Regions from separate parts of the Sus scrofa genome. Here region 1 is linked to region 2. A link is a contact called in public HiChIP or PLAC-seq data. All regions are on one chromosome and are shown on one strand. Each heading gives the region's core, a stretch centred on a gene start, on an enhancer-like site or on the middle of the called end of the contact. The rest is flanking DNA. Distances are from core to core; before and after follow the strand shown. Region 1 overlaps RET (proto-oncogene tyrosine-protein kinase receptor Ret). Region 2 overlaps BMS1 (ribosome biogenesis protein BMS1 homolog).

The links. HiChIP or PLAC-seq counts read pairs in DNA pulled down with a chosen protein or histone mark.
Region 1: an H3K27ac HiChIP or PLAC-seq map of alveolar macrophages shows a contact between it and region 2. The contact joins two enhancer-like sites. A contact is called at or near these places in 1 of 47 Hi-C or Micro-C datasets (epiblast stem cells) and 1 of 2 datasets of contacts at active chromatin or transcription factors (alveolar macrophages).

What each region holds. Positions count from the first base shown.
Region 1 is chr14:61,348,883-61,353,464 of Sscrofa11.1, forward strand. RET (proto-oncogene tyrosine-protein kinase receptor Ret) reads left to right here. Exons shown (of 22, transcript XM_021072832.1): 15 at 581-688; 16 at 1,641-1,855; 17 at 1,939-2,061; 18 at 4,053-4,123. Among named protein-coding and RNA genes, the nearest start is that of CSGALNACT2, 21 kb to the right of the region's middle. Within about 2 kb of position 2,984, at least 17 of the 83 cell types and tissues checked have an H3K27ac peak or open chromatin away from gene starts, as enhancers often do. A contact at or near this core is called in alveolar macrophages, where this site is marked.
Region 2 is chr14:61,120,172-61,124,491 of Sscrofa11.1, forward strand. BMS1 (ribosome biogenesis protein BMS1 homolog) reads left to right here. Exons shown (of 24, transcript XM_005670994.3): 20 at 109-231; 21 at 1,133-1,280; 22 at 1,889-2,064. Among named protein-coding and RNA genes, the nearest start is that of BMS1, 66 kb to the left of the region's middle. Within about 2 kb of position 1,465, at least 4 of the 83 cell types and tissues checked have an H3K27ac peak or open chromatin away from gene starts, as enhancers often do. A contact at or near this core is called in alveolar macrophages, where this site is marked.

The DNA of each region.
Region 1 (4,582 bases), core at 1,734-4,233, 230 kb after region 2:
AAGCCACAGCTTCTGACTCAAAACCCCTCCACACCCACGCTCCTGGCAGGAGCCCAAGCCAAGCCTCATCTGCCCTGGGGACAAACGTGCTCAGTATGAAGTCTCTCTGTCCTCGCCCTTCTCCAGGCCCCAGCCCCCACTGTTGAGTGCTTGGTCAGCAAGTGTTTGGGGACACCAGGGAGTCCCTTGCCATCCCAGAGGGTTAATGGGGGGGGGGTCTCTGTGTACTCCTGTCTTTGAGCGATGGCGAATGCAGGGAAATACTGGCACTCGTGTGCACAGCCCGGCCCTGTGAGGCTTTCCATGGAATGATCGTGCTCACTGGAGGTGTGCTTCTCCAGTTCTTATTCCCCGAAGACATGTGAGGAGACACCTGAGGCTGCCATTGGCCACCCCACGGACTCAGTAGCCCCAAGCAGTGCAGTCCTTGTCGACCTCAGTCTGAACCTGGGTAGGGTGTCTGTAAAGGAGTTAATGGTCTATGCAGACCCCTGGCATGGGTCCCATGACCCAGCAAGGTCGCAGAAGAGGCTAACAGGAGGGATCCCTCTGCAACCTTCCATGTTCACCTGCATTTCAGAGAACGCCTCCCCAAGCGAGCTGCGGGACCTGCTGTCAGAGTTCAACCTGCTAAAGCAGGTCAACCACCCGCAAGTCATCAAGCTGTACGGGGCCTGCAGCCAAGATGGTAAGGCTGGCCGGGGATGAGCAGCTGCCAGGCACAGGCCAGGGGGCTCCGGGCCCTTCCGTTCTTCCTCCTCCCCCTTCCCCATCCTTTCATTCTGTGTTTCCTGTCCTCTGTCTTCCTTGAAGCATGGTCTCTGACCCTGCTGGAGCTTGCCCCCTCCTGTGAGGGTGAGGGGCCAGGAGGCCCTCTGCAGGAGTGTATGTGTGAGGCCTCTACCCGAGTGTGTGCCATGAGCCTGCTGGGGTTGCCACAAGGTCTCTGGCACTATCTTGGTTGTCATTACCCTGCCCCAGACATAGCCCCCAAGGCAGGGAGCTCCAGAAACGAACAGTGCCTCCTGGGCACCCACTGGGGGCTAGACATGCCATAACTGCCAGGTGATCCAACCTCAACCCTGCAGGACAAAGGCATTGTCACCATTTGTCACACAAAAGCATCCTGGTCTGTTGGTTTTTCAAACCTGCTGCATGCATGCGTGCGTGTGTGTGTTGGGGGCGCTAGGGCGACAGAGAGCCAACAAGGAGAGGGCAGCAGGAGCACTGGTCAGCACCAGCAGAACTCAGGCTTGGGCCAAGGACAGGACTGCAGCCTAGGAGCTGCTGAGAGCAGGCAGGGGCAGGGAGCAGGTGGCCATCTGCGGAGTTAGACCCTGTGCCTCCATCAGCTGTCCCCAGGCCATGCTGTGGCAGGACCAAGGATGCAGTGACCCCCTCTCTAGGGCAAAAGTTGTGCTCAACCACCCAGGCAGCTGGCTTTGGCACAGGCTCTGCAAGTGATGTGAGAGTGAGCTGGGACTTAAGTCCTCAGGCTGCCAGAACCCAGGCACCTGCCACCCAGAGCAGGGCCATGCCCATCTGTCCACTTACAAGTAGGGAAGCACATGCAGAGCTGGCCTGACCTTCACCTGCCCAGACCCCGCAGGCAGCCAGCCCACAGCCCCCTCTGCCCCCAGGGCCACTCCTTCTCATCGTGGAGTACGCCAAGTACGGCTCCCTGCGGGGCTTCCTCCGAGAGAGCCGCAAGGCGGGGCCTGGCTATGTGGGCAGCGGAGGCAGCCGCCACTCCAGCTACCTGGACAACCCCGAGGAGCGGGCCCTGACCATGGGCGACCTCATCTCCTTTGCGTGGCAGATTTCGCGGGGCATGCAGTACCTGGCTGAGATGAAGGTGTGTGCCGCCCCCGCCCAGCCCCCGCCACTGCCTGCTACGGGCCTGGGTTTCAGGGGTCCCTGCCCTTGTCTTCCTCGCAGCTCGTCCATCGAGACTTGGCGGCCAGAAATGTCCTGGTAGCCGAGGGGCGCAGGATGAAGATCTCAGACTTCGGTCTGTCCCGAGATGTTTATGAAGAGGATTCCTATGTGAAGAGGAGCAAGGTACCAGGCCCTGGGGTGTGCTGGGCTGGATGGGGGTGGTGGTCAGGGTGCCCACTGGGGGCAGGGGCAGAGCCTTTGGAACACCTGGAGAAGATAAAGCTGATTTTTAGAGTGTAAAGGTCTAGCTCTCGCCCCCAAAGCCTTTCCTTGTTCTGAGTCCCCAGAGACTCACTTCAGGGCCCACCCTGAGTCTGTTCCTTCTCCTTTCTCAGGGCCATACATGCCCTTTTGGAGCTGCCCACTGGGGATCAGGGGCCCTGGGGCTTCTCTCGCTTTTAATCACTCTCACCTTTGAAGGTCATCAAATGACGCAGAAATAACAATCTTCTTCTCCACACTTGTTCCTCTCACGTCTGCAGAATGAAGGTCCCTATTGCATTTCTGTGTAACTTTAGTCCTTTGCTTGGAGGAGAGAAATGAAATAAACCCAAATTTGGTAGTCATTCTTTGCAGAAGAGAATGAACCATTTTACCAAGTGGGGGTGCTCCTGGGACGGGGACCTGGGGACACCTGGCTAAGTGAGTTTGGTCGGTGTCTGGGGAGGCCCTGGAGACAGGGTCCAGGATGTAGGGATTTCAGAAGCTTTTTTCCAAGTCACTGAAACAGGTGATCAAGGGCCCATCTGGGGAAATCTGGCTCCCTAAGTCATCCAGTTCCTCACGACATTGGTTTTGACTCTCTTCATTCTGATGTCCTCAGCCCCTCTCCTGTGCCCTCCCTGTGACAGACTAGGTGGGGCAGCTCGTGGGCCCACTAAGAGCCACAGTTAACCTGGCATTCAGAACAGATGCCGCTCAAAAAGAAAAACACCAACAGTGGTGGCGCACACGTCAGCTTGGCTCTGAGGGTCAGGAGAAGCTGTTGGGTTGCTAAGGGCTGTGACGATAATGTTTCATTTCTTCTGGGGTTTCTGTTGTGACAGCATATCTCAGAACTACTGAAGGGGAAGTGAAAAGACATTGCTCCCTGCCCTGTGGAGGAGGGGTAGAGGGGGTGGAGAGCTTTCCTGCCGATGCCGTAGTCCTCACACGTCATGAAGCAAGAAGAAAATAGGCCATGCACAGCCCTGTAGCTCGTAGGCTGCAGGCAGTGTTGTTAGGAACACACACTCCTGAAACAGTCACATTTCATTAAGGACATAAATCCTAAAGAATAGGTTTTTGTTTTTGTTTTTATGGCCACACCTGTGGCATATGGAAGTTCCCTGGCCAGGGATTGAATCTGAGCTGCAGCTGCTGCCGCATCAGATCCTTAATCCACTGCAGCAGGCCAGGAATTGAATCCACACCTCTGCAGAAACCCGAGCCACTGCAGTCAGATTCTTAACTCACTGTGTCACAGCGGAAACTCCCCAAAGAATGGTTTAAAGAAAAAGGAATTATAGTAAACATTGCATTAAAATCCAACGCACATCTCTTTTATTGTTTTATGCCTTAAGCCTCACCTCCTTGTACTGAAAAGCTATTGCTGGGGTTGCATTGGAAAGAATGTGTTAGGTCTGACCCCAGCACCTATGTGGAGGGGAACACTTTCAGAGGATGCTGAAAGGGCCATGGGATAAAATAAAACCAAAAAACCAACCTCAAGTCACATACACAGATCAAGGGAGATCTTGCTGGATGGTGTTCCTGGCCTGCCCATTGGGCAGCACCACCCAGGGTGCCCCAGAGCTCCCCAGACAGCCACAGGGGGACCTGGTTCATACTTGGTATCAGTTCCTCTGGTCTCTTCTCAACAGGGACATGGTGCATGACAGGCACGCCTACGTAGCTGTGGGTAGGCCAGCTGACTCCCTCCAGCATCTCAGCCAAGCCTGGAAGGGCCAGGCTGGAGCTCCAGCCCCTGTGAGGCTGTGCTGCCAGTTCTGTACCCAGGAACTGGCTGGATGTCATTACTCAGAGCTGGAAGAGCCTGGGACATACCTCCCCAGCCCCCCACCCAGTTCCAGGATGTCAGAGCAATGTTAATACCTCTCTTTCACCTCCTGCAGGGTCGGATCCCGGTCAAATGGATGGCCATTGAGTCCCTTTTCGATCACATCTACACCACCCAGAGTGATGTGTGAGTCTGGGAGTCGCCTTCCTGGGGTGGAGGTGACGCATGCTGTGCCCTCTGTCTGGGCAGCTCTGCTGGAGAATGTGCTGGCCCTGAGTGCCTGTCCGCTCATGCCGGCCATCAGCCGTGACCCCCAGGTTGAGGGGCCCTCCTGTATTCATTCAGCAAACAGCAAGGGCCCAGGCAGTAGTTCTGAAGGCCGAAGTGGAGTGTGTGAGGGCATGAACGGTGGCTGCAGATCCCCTGGGCTACCCTCTCTTCCCATCCCCTCCTCTCCACTCCCCTCACCTCCTCTCTCTGGCTGGCTCAGGGACACACAGGCCCAGCCAAACATTTCCCCTCCTGTGGGGCCTGAGCATGGGCTGGCTTCCAGCAGGTCCCCTGGGACCAGCCCCCCCCTCCCCATCCACAGGCAGGGGTGGCCTTGAGTAAGTTTGTAGGCTTGTGTGCCCCAAATTTCTCCAA
Region 2 (4,320 bases), core at 215-2,714:
ATGTGATTGTAAGTGAAATGCACTTTGGTAATTTATTGCATTAGAGAGAAATAAGTTTTTCTCCTGCTGATAGTATTCCTGTATCAGATTTTGGGGATTCCTTTTTAGCCTGATTTCCGGATAGCTGCCACAGGAGTTGTCCTTGATCTGGATAAATCTATAAAAATTGTGAAGAAATTAAAGCTAACTGGCTTTCCATATAAAATTTTCAAGAACACTTCATTCATTAAGGTCTGTATATCTGTGTATTCACGTATTTAATATGTTGTTAAAGGAGTAATGAATTCTAATATAGGTCTAAGAGATAAGTCTGAAAAGTGCTTGAAATCTTTCATAATCTTAGTCTTTGATATTTTTAGTTTACTTCTATATATTAGTCTCTGTGTTACTTAATATGTTCAGAAATCTTTAGGTGAAGTAAAATAGAGATATTTGGTGATTGAGGCTATTACTTTTTACTCCCATATGAGGCTGTTGCAGAGCTAATATTGAAAATATGTAATCCTATTCACTGGGTTTTGTTTCCTACCTTTTCGGTTTGTATTAAGAGAGGGGAAAATCATAGCATTTTCAAACAGATCATTAGAAAAATAGACAAAGCAATTTGCAGAAGTACTTGTTGGCAAGGGTACAGAGAAATGGACACTCTGTTAATGCAGTATATCATAGAAGGGTAGTTTGGGCAACACCTACTGAAAATTTCTTTAGCAGGGGATGTTTCCATTAAAAACACAGAGTTAAGATGATCGATCACGAAATGTTCTTATAAGGGAATACTACCATCAGCATTTATCCAGCTCTCTTTATTTTCTGAGTGTGTACACCTAAGTAATAGGATAAGAGCTGTAGTCCAGCTTTGTGAGATGATGGCAAAGGCCATCGGGGCCACTTCAGTCCAATAAATATCTTTTTGATCTTCTTTTCTACAAAGGTAGTGATGAGCATGTTAGTGCCTACAATAGAATCTTGATTAATATTTTATTTGAGGGAAAATAGAATTGTATTCCTTTTGACCTAGTAATTCCAATGAATTATTTTTTTTGTTTTTTAACCAAGGATATATTTATGAACTGAGAGGTAAAATATCTAACTTTGTATGTATATTTGTTTTCTTTTATATATATACTTATAGGGAATGTTTAATTCTGCCTTGGAAGTGGCCAAATTTGAAGGTGCTGTGATTCGAACTGTCAGTGGAATAAGGGGACAGATCAAGAAGGCACTCAGGGCTCCAGAAGGAGCTTTCCGGGCCACCTTTGAGGATAAATTGCTGATGAGTGGTAAATATCCTTTGTGGTGTGTTTTTAACGTTGTGTTACCATTCACTATTGGCTTCTAGCCAGTATGAAGTACAGGTGGCAGTTTTAAGTCTTTAGAAACAGGAGTCAGCTATAGCTCTCCCTAGTTGGAGCATCTTGGGTATTATGCCAAGTCATGCTGTGTCTAGAGCCATGTGATTCACCCAGTGAAAGTTTTATGGGTGTGGATATGATTGACACACCCAATGAAAGAGTAGTTCACTGGGCAAAGTCTCTCTTCAAATACTTTGCATCTAGCTGGAGAAGTTTGGGGTCAGTATTTTGTTCTCTTATTTACTGAGATGAATATGAATCTTTTGAAAATGTTAATATGGAGCTCCCATTGTGGCTGAGTGGGTTAAGAACCCAATTAGTATCCATAGGGATGTGGGTTTGACGCCTGGCCTTGCTCAGTGGGTTAAGGATACGGCGTTGCCGAAAACTGCACCCGAGTTGCTAGGGCTGTGGCATAGGCCGGCAGCTACAGCTCCAATTCAACCCCTAGCCTGGGAACTTCCATATGCTGCAGATGTGGCCTTAAAAGGGGTGGGAGGGAAGAAAGTGTTAATGTAAATTTCTTCTCTTTCCAGATATTGTCTTCATGAGAACTTGGTATCCTGTCTCCGTTCCAGCCTTCTATAACCCTGTAACATCTTTGTTGAAACCAGTTGGTGAGAAAGACACCTGGTCAGGAATGCGGACAACTGGTCAACTCCGGCTTGTCCATGGCATCAAACTAAAACCCAACAAAGATTCTCTGTATAAGGTATAGTCACACATGTGCTCTATAGATAGTGTCATCCAGAAGATATGCTGTAATATTCTCATGGTTTGAATTTTCAAGTAGAAAGTCTAACATTAAATTTGAATAAACATGTCGTATATTCGTAGACTATTTTGGAAGGAACACAGGAAAAGTGGTGGTCTTCACCTCAGACTATTTTTTTTGTACCATATACACATATTACTTTTAAAAACATTAATGTGCTAATTCTTATTGAAACAATGTGGAAGTATGTGTTTTCTTGAAAGTTTTAATAAGCTTTTTATTGAAATGTTAACATACAGAAATTCACACACAAATCAAAAGTATATACAACTCAATGAATTTTAGTACATAAAAGTTGCCATCACCTGGATCAAGCAAGAGAATTACTAGCACAAAAGAAGCCCTCTTGTGACCTCTCCCAGTCAGTCACTCACTATCCCACCTCCATTTCAAACCAGCCATCATCTTAGTTCCTGACGTGTAAATTCCTTCCACCTTTTTTTGAGTTTTATAAAATATATAGTATTTTGCCTGATTTCTTTCCTTCAGTATTATGAGATTCATTCATGTTCTAGTATATAGCAGACATTTATTTTTTGTTATTGTTGAGTAGAATTTCATTGTATGACAGTGTCAGTTTATCCATCAAGGGACAGTATTTCCAGGTTTAGGCTATCATGAGAGCTGCCCTGAACAGTTATATGCAACTTGTTTGGCATACATGTGCACACACTTCTGTTATGTAGATCCTTGTGGGTGGGATTGCCAGGGTACATGTGTTCAACAGCAGTGTGTGATGGTTGTAGTATTCAGAGCTCATACCAGGTTAGGCTCCAACAGCTTATTAGTTTTCTAGCTGTTCCACATCGTTTCCAGTAGTTGGCCTCATCGGTGGGGGGTTTTTTTTTGGCTGCATCTGCAGCATGTACAAGTTCCTGGGCCAGGGATTGTATCCGCCCCATTGCAGTAACCAGAACCACAGCAGTGACACCACTGCTGTGATCCTTAACCTGCTGAACCGCCAGGCACTCCTAGTATTTTTTTCTCCTTTTTTTCGGGCCCATCTGTGACATGTGGAGATTTCCTGGGCCAGAGACCAACTCTGAGTGACTGAGTGACAGAGTTCCTCACCACAGCTGCAGCAACACCAGATCCTTAACTCACTGTGCCACAGCAGGAACTCCTAGTCTTTTTTAAGTTCTCTGTTCCTGTCTCAAATATCATTTTCATTCAGATTTTGGCCTCTGAGAACTTCCATTATTTCATTCACAGCTTAACAATGCATTTGAAAAGATTTGTTAATGCAGAAGATTTAATTGTTTTGTAATAAGAGGGTAGTTCAGGGTTTCAGTCTTCCATTCTGCTAGAAATGGAAGTTTTCCACGAATTAGTTTTTCTGTAAAGCAGTTAATAAAATTTGGATCATATTGCCATGAATTTCTCTTAAAATATACTTTGGAGTTCCCATCATGGCTCAACGGTTAGTGAACCCAACTAGCATCCATGATGACATGGGTTCGATTCCTGGCCTCGCTCTGTGGGTTAAGGATCTGGCATTGCGTGAGCTGTGGTGTAGGCCAGTGGCTATAGCTCTGAGTTGACCTCTAGCCTGGGAACCTGCACATGCCGTAGGTACAGCCCTAAAAAGACAAGAACACCAAAATACACACACACACACACACACACACACACTGTATACTTCAGGACAGAGTACCTATTGTCTAGTATGTGGTGCTTACTCTTTTTTTGAAAAAGAGATTTCTCTGAGTTCTTTCAAAAGTTTCTTAAACAGAGAATATTGAGAGGGTGATGTCTTTAACAATAAATTTAAGGGTATAGAAGAAATATTTATATAGTTGTCAACCTTGGAAAAGGTTTAGGGCAAAACTTTGAACTGCTTCTGAGACAGTTAAAAATTTTGGTCATCTCAATTAAGCATAGAATTTGGTTAGCTTGAAAACTGAATGTAGAGGAGTTTTGCATTCATTTGTCATTTAAATCTTTTTCTCAGCTAGCCTTCTACTAAAAATAGAATGAAGTTAAACTTCTTAATGAGAATCAGGGATGGGGACACTTTGGTTGCTGCCTGGAGAAAGAACCATGTCCTTAAATCCAGAGAGGTTGATAGTCAAGATGAAAAGCTAGATTAGGCTAGAAAAAAACCATTTCAGTCCCCCAACATAAGGCCTTCATTTTCCATTAGTAGAAATTTTGGATCTTTTCATCTGCTCTGTTGAGACCCCATTGTCCATA